Regions from separate parts of the Mus musculus genome. Here regions 1 and 3 are each linked to region 2. A link is a contact called in public HiCAR-type and HiChIP or PLAC-seq data. All regions are on one chromosome and are shown on one strand. The core of a region is the stretch at or near the end of the contact, and the rest is flanking DNA. Distances in the headings are between cores, read along the strand shown. Region 1 has its middle 71 kb from the start of Gm23970. Region 2 overlaps Etl4 (enhancer trap locus 4). Region 3 has its middle 100 kb from the start of Gm23970.

Region 1 (2,926 bases), core at 77-2,576, 460 kb after region 2:
GCCATGTGCCTTGGCAGAAGGTCATTTTGCTGCCGGATTTATTGTACCATCTTGTTTCTGATTGCAATAAACTTGATTGTGTCCCCGTTGGACAAAGGATTCAGGATAGTACAGCTTTGGTTCTAAACTGAAATCTATGTTACATTCTCCCTTTTAATCAATTCCTTTACAAACCACCTTGTACTGACTTAATGTATGTGTGCCCTGTCCCCTGTTGGGGCCTGGACATTTGTTGACCATCAGTTGGGCTTCAGTTCTTCTAAACAGTGATTTAAAAATGTTTGTAGAACATCTTTCAAAGTACCAAAACTTAGGGAAAAAAACAAACCATTTTATGTTATGTACTTCTTAAATACATAGTGGAATAAGTAACTTAATACATAATTAACAATATAGAAAATTACTATAAATATTATTTTAAGTTTTTCTTATTCCCCCTAGTTTTATCTGTTACTTAGATCTAGGTTCTGAAATTTGCTTTTTTATGCTGCTACTATGTATATATCCAACTGTTTCTTACTGACACCCAGCTTGTTGCTAACAAGCTTTACTCCAAAGATCAGTTTATCTAGAGTGCCAGTTACTGTAGCCTAAAGGGCAAGTTCATGTTAGAAGTGCAGATGAAGGGAAGAACAGGCCCCGATGGCAGACATCAACTAGTTCAGAATGCTCATGTATTTTTTTTTTTTTTTGGTAGTCTGAGGTTGTACAATTCTGACATGTAGATGTCAGTTAATATTGCCCTGAAGTCAGTACATATTTTGCAATAAACTCATAACCTTTGTCGTGGGAAGTATTAAAAAATAATGGTAAGTTCTGGTGCTACACCCAGCTACTCTCTGCCCTGGTGGGCTGGACAGCTATGCACTGGCAGCAATGGCCAGCCTGTTCTTATCTCGTGGAGACTCTCTGACTCAGAGCTCCAAAATCTCTCCCCCCAGCTCATTAAGTTCCCACTGGTGGGTCTTTACCACACCAGCCCCATGCTTCAATACTCCCATGGCCTTTTGTGGTGCACATGAGATAAACCCATGCTTTGTCTTTCTCTCTGGAACCCAGTCGAACCACTCGTGTGAAGGAAACACCACACAAACTTAGTTAAAAAAAAAAAACAATGGTAACTCAATCTCTGGAATCTGCAACACTTAGAATCCTAATCCTGTAAACCATATTAAGTCTAAATCCTCTGATGGCTAATCCTGGTAGAAACGCCACTGAAACTGGGAGACACTACTAGCTACATCTTGTCCTCTCCTATGCCTGTCCAAAAAGCCTCTCACCCTCTTCCTCTGTCCAACCCGGAAGTCCAGCCTCCTGGCTCAGTGATTGGTCCCTTTCTTCATTGGGTGTGTGGGTGTGGGTGGGGTGCGGGGTGTGCGTTCATAAGAAGTCACCTGAGTATGTGACTCATTTCTCATTCCAGAAAACCCCTCCTGGGAAAGCAGAATTAACATGAAAATACAGGCAGCACCTGGCCCATCCACAACAGCTTTTCTACATTTGCTTGTTGATCTTTCCCTCTTACCTTACATATGAAAAGAAATCTTGTTTTCTCTAGTTCCCCTATTTCCTTAACAGGGGCCTCACTGAGCTAAAAATACTACCAAGAGGTTACAGATTTCTCAGTCATTGGTTTGCCCTAAAATCAATATTTACACCAGATTTTAATATTGGAAATGAGTACATTTGTTTTGGCTGTCTTGTCCCAGAGAACTTAAAACTGGGACTATGCAATATTTTTGTTTAGCAGAAAACACATGGAATTTCAGAGCTGGATTAAAACTTGGTGAACATTAAAAACAAGAGCAATAATTTTACAATGGAAATAGAAATGAAGGCATGGAGAGGAGAGCTTGGCTCTAGGTGCAGGTGTAGCCACTTAGCAGGGAACATAGGCTGGGTTCCCAGAAGCCATGTGGAGTCTCTAGAAGCAGAACCCAAAGCAGGACACTCTCATCAGAAACCACCTCCTCTGCTCCACAGCGATGGGGCTGACCTCTGAGTCTGTTCAAGTGATATCTTAATATCCAGAATTTTATTCTATTTTTAGCATCAACATCATTACACAGCTTACAGGGAAAATGTGCGTAAACGGACTGCTCAGTGTTCTACAGAGAATATGCTGATTCTACTCCACAGGATGTGGAGTGGGTAACATAACTGCAGTCAGAAGCAATGCTGACATGCTAATACAATGCCTTTGTAGCTCCTATGTTATAAACCCCCACAGCTCTGGCTAATCAGCCAACCAATCGTTTATAACAGGTTCTGAGTGTATTTAATTTGCCTATCATTATAACAACCCACAAACAAGGGTAGTACTTATGAATGGCTCTAATTTTATCTTCATATTTATTAATTCTAAGCAACTTTCTGCATTTATTTCTTTTTGCTTCATCATTACCTCAAGTATTAATTTAGGTTCAAACACTTTGGAGAAACACACATAGTTATCCAAGTACTGCTTTTATATCTGTAAAGCAAAAGTTTAAAAAGTACCAACTACAGAGGTCTCCTTTATTCATGGGGTCTATGTCCCTGTACTCTAGTGAGTGCTTCCAACAGCAACTAGAACTCAACCCTATAAGAACTAAAATTCCCCCTCATATGAATATACCCCTGATAAATCTTGATGTATCAGTCATGCACAAAAATATACTGTAATAAACACTATGTGAATATTCTCTCTTCTTCAATTCCTCCCAACCTTTGTATGTTTAGCCTCTGTTTCTCAAAAGAATCCATACCCAAATCAATAAGTCATAGTTACTGTAGTGATCTATGAGCCACTTGTGATGGTTTGTATATCCTTGGACCAGGGAGTGGCACCATCTGAAGGTGTGGCCTCTTGGAATAGGTGTGACCTGGTTGGAATGGGTGTGTCACTGTGGGTGTGGGTATAAGATCCTCACCTAGTTGCCTGGAA
Region 2 (2,904 bases), core at 369-2,868:
AAGTCTGAAGGAAAGCTGAGGGCATCGGAACCTGGCTGAGTACATTTCTTTCTTGGTGCTGCTGTTTGGCCAGCCCTAGGCATGAGGTAGCCTTGTTTGGCTATCATCTGACTGGGACTGGCTCTCTCTCTCTCTCTCTCTCTCTCTTTTTTTTTTTTTTTCAAGACAGGGTTTCTCTGTGTAGCCCTGGCTGTCCTGGAACTCACTTTGTAGACCAGGCTGGCCTCGAACTCAGAAATCCGCCTGCCTCTGCCTCCCAAGTGCTGGGATTAAAGGCTTGCGCCACCACGCCCAGCTCGGGACTGGCTCTCTTAAATGATAAGTTCATACCTTTCATGCCAGGAGTGGTCTCTCAGCATCCACAGTGGACTAGAGGCAAGATCTCATGAGACACCACAGTCTAGTGATGGAGGTGCTTGAATGCCTTGAGTAGAAACTGGTGGAATCCCCTGACCTCCAAACACCTAACACAACCTGAAAATCTACTTAAGTAATTATTATATGTTAAGGAACAGTGACAAGGAAAAGAAAGTCTGTGCATATGTGGCACAGATTCAACTTATTTTTTTTCAAAGACTTTTATGTTAGGGCCAGGCAGGGTCTTGGACATGCTGGACAAGAATTGTACTACTGAGCATTATCCACAGTCCTGTAATAATTCTGGCCTGTAGCTGGTTATATCAAAGGATTCAGAACTAGCGAATACAGAGAACCGCTTATATTTATGGCTATGTGAACAGACACAACGAATATACATACATACATGCATTTATGTATGCCCTACTGCTTTTAATTCCTCTCCAAATACATGTCCTAAGAGTCCCTTGGAGAATAAATCATGCTTAGCCCCTCAACATCTCTCTCACTGTCGAAATACTCAGAAGCAACATAGAATTATTCACATAGAATAATTATAAACACAGCAGGTTTATCTCTGGGCAAATGTGTAAAGGCGGAGGGAGTTTGAGGTCTGTCCACTTCAGAGTCCACCATCAGGGTGCCAAGCCTCCACACAGCACATCCTGAGAACTACAAAGACAAAGTATGCTCCATATAGAAGTATAATGCAGAATAGGTTTCCCCACTCAGCCTGTTGAAGTGTGCATAAAAGTGTTGCCCATTCCCAACACCCAGGGGCTCCTGTATTTGAAAGGTGGTCTCCAGCTGTTTCTGGAGGTTATGGATCATTTAGGACTGTGACAGGGAGCCTCCAGTCCACATCACTGGGGGTGGAATCTGAAAGTTTATAGTCTCACTGCATTTCTGGTTTACACTGCTCCTTGTGCGCCACTGAGATGTGATCTCTCAGTTTCCTGCTCTGGCCAGCTGCTGTCATGTCTCTCTGGTGTTATGGATTCTCCCTCTGGAACCACAAGCCAAAATAAACTCTTCCTTACACGAATTGCTTTTGTTCATGATTTTTTGTCACAGCTACAAAAAGGTAACCAGGACCAGGCTCTGTGGCCAGGGTCAGACAGCAATGGCATCTCACATCCCTGGGTAACATCTGAAGAGGCAGTGCTGTAAAATCAAGGAGCTACAGGTACACAGCAGCCTCTAGTGCAGAGCTCAAGGCCTCTACAAATACCTTAGCAGCCACAACATTGCCTCGATCTCATGTTTTTGAAAATCAAGAGTTAATGCAAAAGCCCATGCTGGGAGCTGAAGAGATGGCACAGCAGTTAAGGGAGCATCCTGTGTGTGACCTTAGAGAACATAAGATGACCACTGAAATACCTTGCTAGAATTGCACACTGGGGATCTTCCGCTAAAAGGTTGTGCTGAACACTCCCTTTCCGGAATGAAGCAGCAAAACAAGCTTTACAAGGAAGCCCCGACCTACAGAGGCAGATGCAGGTAACAACCAAAAAGGTTTTAGTTCCCTCTTCTGGTGACTAAGACTTCACCTCACCTGGGGCCATCAATGCTGCTTAGGAACTTTGGGAAGGTCTTGAAACAATTGCCCCTCCGGAAGGGAGAGGCTAATTACCATTTCTAAAGGGGGGAATGAAAAGGTCAGCATAGGCCAACAATGGGCTTAAACCAACTCAAGTTGTTACCTAAGTCTACCCTTAAACTGTATAAAAAGTGTGTGCTTAGGAGATTCCTGGTTGCAGGACAGTCCCAGCGCACTGGATCAATAAACCTCTAGCTTGTTGTATCGATCTCCATCTCTGTGTTTCTGTGAGTGGGACATCCTGGATGTAAGGCTCTTCGGGTCTTACACCTGCTCTTGCAGAGGGCTTGGACGTGGTTCTCAGTAGCCATACTGGGTGACTCACAATGATCTACAGCTTCAGCCCCAGGAATCTGACACTCTTCTGGCCTCTGCAGGCATCTGCATTCAGGTGCAAGTGTGTGTACATACAGACATAAAAATAAACCCTATAAGAGTTACCCTTAAAGGGATCTACAATGAAGCCGAATTAAAAAACCTCCTCATATGATCTATAATCCTGCTATCTGGAATTTATTCAAAGAAGCCTACACACAGATGTTCTCAATGAAAGACCCACAACGTGAGGACTCCCCCACGTTCTGACTCAGGAGGGGCAACACCCCAAATCACTCACGAGAAATGGTCTCGCCGCAAACTGCAAGAGGACTTTTATTTCAAGAGCACTCTCGGACCCACCGTCATACACCACGCAGGGGTAGAGGACCATGGCACCCCAAGTAGCTCGGTAAGGGGGTATTAAAGAAAGAAACCACAACTCAAGGAGGTGGGGAGGGTGTTGTTGGAAAATACCAAAAATACCAGTTAAGAGTCACAAGGAAGTGCAAAGTCACAAGAGTCACAAGGAATACCTGGTAATTGTGCGGGTTATTTCTCAAGGCAGTTTCTAAGAGCCCCTAACAATAGCACATTTGCATAGAGGGTTCCAGCAAAGGTCAGGGTGGGTC
Region 3 (2,979 bases), core at 198-2,697, 490 kb after region 2:
CACTTATATAGATTACTCTTTGCCTTTACATCTGTTAATTTTTAATACGATTCATATATCTACAGGATTGTTGTGACAAAAGGCTCCTCTAATGTGGATACATTTGAGGATTTCTCCTAAACGTATTAACCTGCCATATCATGAAGCAGTAGCTCAGATGATCATCCTTGGAAGGAGACAGGCACTAACTTATTTTGGCAAAGACCCAGATATCATTGTTCAGCCTTACAGCGCAGAACAAGATACTTGGCTGAAGAAGAACAGTACGGATTGGTTGCTTGCTCAAATAGGATTTATAGGAACTATAGATAATCATTATCCTCAAGATAGGTTGATAAATTTTTTTGAATGTACATGTGAAAAAAATTTGTTCTTGGTGTCCTCAGATTCTACCTGTTTCCACATAATGGTGTTAATTCTTGAGGACCTTTACTTAATCAATTGCTGCAAATGAATGCTCTTATTTCTGATTAATAAATAAATAAATTATGCACATGTGACTATTAATAACTTTTCAAGCTTTCTAGTAACAACCGCTCTTCAAGAGAACTGAAAAGTGTAATTAGTCACTGCCCATGTTATATTAAAACTGACTATAACAGTCAAGTATTTGAGATGTTTTGCCAACAATTTAATAATTCTCAAAGACAAAGTATTAAACTATAGCTTCTTAAAAAAACAAAGAAGGGGAGGAATTATATCCCCGTGTACATTATTTAAATCATATTTTTATTTTAAGAATTTTGAAATTTGGATATCAAAGAACTTAATAAATGTCTTATAGTATCTTAAAACTAGATATAATCATGTCTGGGTGAGATGAAAAGGATCTACTTATTGGCATATGGCTTGATCCTAAACAGCTACCCTATTGGGGAAAGGGGAAAGCTTAGGTTCTCTCCACAGAATGCTATAGAAGCATGACAACTGTCAGAAGGATTCGTGTGACAAGCTGACCTGTGAGTTCTCTGAGTGCCCTGATGATGGTGACAAGAAAGCTGAATTTGGTATATGTTTTGACACACCTTTGCTTGCCTCTGTACCAGATTGGACAAGCTAAGGTGCCTTGCTTCAAGCTTTTTAATCTTATGGGACATAGAACGTTAAAGACCGTGGAATCTGACTTAGAAAGATTAGTCATAAGAAAGAGTTATAATGATTCTTCTCTTTCTTTCAATGTGACCAGTTCTTCTAACTCAATATTGGACTGGTCTAGTAATAATTCCAATATTAGAGATTCCTATTGAAGATAGCTAAAAATCTTAATTACCTAGCAAAGTTAATTTGGAGCCTTTCTGCTAATTCTCAAAGCCAGCTCCCCCACAACAGGAGGCCAGAGCCTGAGCTTGATCATTGCTAATTTGCAACTGAATAAAGTACCTGGGCTTCAACAAAGAAGCTTTTATCGTGTTGCTTTTTACTGTCTTGGCTTTGTTTTCCAAGCAGGTCAGTCAAGGCCTCACACTCTGATTTCAGCAAGAGTCCAGCCTCGCCTCCTGCAAGCTCCAGTGGCAGAAATTTTATGCCTCAGCCCAGCTATTTTTATTATATAATCACGGAGGAATTGTAGACTCCCCTAGCCTGAAGCAGGCTGATCCAGACTTTGACCTTGCTGCCACTAAGAAGGAGATTACCTAGGGTGGAGCCTTCGGACCTAGATGGCTCTTTTGTTCTATCACCTGCCACTGCTCTCTCCAAGACACTGCTACCTGCTGAGAGGCCCTTGAGATATTCCAGAGGAACATCCTGTTGTGCACATCACCTACAGGCTGGCTCCAGACACCAAGAACGGACTGGTGGGGAATGGGCCTTCCCCCTTATAAGCATACTCTCTTAGTAAACTGGTGGGCCTTGAACAGAATTGTGTCTTGGTCTCCATTAATCTCTCACCATCTAAGTCTTTTTCAGCCCCAGCCTGCCTCCCAGGTGTTCCCGGTTCAAGTAGGCCATGGACTGGTATACAACAAAGAAAGCTGAAAATTCCACCATGAGAAATGAGGAATGGAGTTATTTGCTTTGGTGCCCCGCTGCCATAGCAGCTCACTGAGCAGAAGTCACAACAGCCAGCACCTTTTTAGGGACTAACAGTGTGTTTGGAAATTGTCATTCAGTCAGGCTTCCATTCAGCTTATGGCATTTACATCTATATGTGATGCTGCCTTTAACTGAGTTTTCTTCCTCCAGTTTGTTTTTAGTTTGGGAAATTATAGCCAGTATGGAATCACTAACACAATAAAATAAATAGCTAAAAAAAATAAATAATAAAAACTTTGGTTCCAACTGGCATGCAAATATTTTGCAAGAAGGGAAAAAAAAAAGAATGTCTGTAGATGAAGCCAAGTATCTCTAAGTTAGCTTCTCCTGGCCGTTAGATATAGTCTAAGATATGTGAGTAAGAAATTATAATCAGCTGGGCATGGTGGTGCATGCCTTTAATCCCAGCACTTTGGAGGCAGAGGCAGGCAGATTTCTGAGTTCAGCTCAATAAGATATAAGGAGAACAACTTCTGAGTTAAAGGACACCATAGATCAAGCAGCCTTTACAGCCACTTATGGAACATTCCAGCCAAACACTGTGGAAGACATACTCTTCTCCAAAGTCTGTGGGACTCTCTCTAATATTGCCATCTGATCAGATGCAAACTGAGTCTTAAGAAACACAGGAAACAGCCGAGCTTGGTGGCACATGCCTGTAATCCCAGCACTCGGAGGCAGAGGCAGGCGGATTTCTGAGGTTGAGGCCAGCCTGGTCTACAAAGTGAGTTCCAGGACAGCCAGGGCTATACAGAGAAACCCTGCCTTGAAAAACCAGAAAGAGAGAGAGAGAGAGAGAGAGAGAGAGAGAGAGAGAGAGAGAGAAAAGAAAGAAATTATAATCATCACTTTAAAAAAATCTTTTAAAGTGCTTTTGTATTAATACAGCAAAAGAAAGGCCAAATGGGGGAAAAATTCCTGAATAGAATAGCAACGGCTTGTGCT

Evidence for each region. HiCAR-type assays count read pairs that join an accessible place to other places. HiChIP or PLAC-seq counts read pairs in DNA pulled down with a chosen protein or histone mark.
Region 1: a contact with region 2 is called in an H3K27ac HiChIP or PLAC-seq map of embryonic stem cells, with 18 read pairs. The contact joins two enhancer-like sites. A contact is called at or near these places in 4 of 484 Hi-C or Micro-C datasets (all in embryonic stem cells) and 11 of 115 datasets of contacts at active chromatin or transcription factors (embryonic stem cells and stem cell-derived epiblast-like cells).
Region 3: a HiCAR-type map of embryonic stem cells shows a contact between it and region 2, with 7 times the contacts expected there. The contact joins two enhancer-like sites. A contact is called at or near these places in 1 of 484 Hi-C or Micro-C datasets (embryonic stem cells), 5 of 115 datasets of contacts at active chromatin or transcription factors (all in embryonic stem cells) and 1 of 9 other capture datasets (embryonic stem cells).

Annotation. Positions count from the first base shown.
Region 1 is chr2:20,208,006-20,210,931 of GRCm38.p6, reverse strand. It overlaps a transcript of Etl4 not described here. Among named protein-coding and RNA genes, the nearest start is that of Gm23970, 71 kb to the left of the region's middle. Within about 2 kb of position 1,326, at least 13 of the 459 cell types and tissues checked have an H3K27ac peak or open chromatin away from gene starts, as enhancers often do. A contact at or near this core is called in embryonic stem cells and stem cell-derived epiblast-like cells, where this site is marked.
Region 2 is chr2:20,668,520-20,671,423 of GRCm38.p6, reverse strand. The region is part of intron 4 of Etl4 (enhancer trap locus 4); the gene reads right to left. Among named protein-coding and RNA genes, the nearest start is that of Arhgap21, 300 kb to the left of the region's middle. Within about 2 kb of position 1,618, at least 16 of the 459 cell types and tissues checked have an H3K27ac peak or open chromatin away from gene starts, as enhancers often do. A contact at or near this core is called in embryonic stem cells and stem cell-derived epiblast-like cells, where this site is marked.
Region 3 is chr2:20,175,444-20,178,422 of GRCm38.p6, reverse strand. It overlaps a transcript of Etl4 not described here. Among named protein-coding and RNA genes, the nearest start is that of Gm23970, 100 kb to the left of the region's middle. Within about 2 kb of position 1,447, at least 5 of the 459 cell types and tissues checked have an H3K27ac peak or open chromatin away from gene starts, as enhancers often do. A contact at or near this core is called in embryonic stem cells, where this site is marked.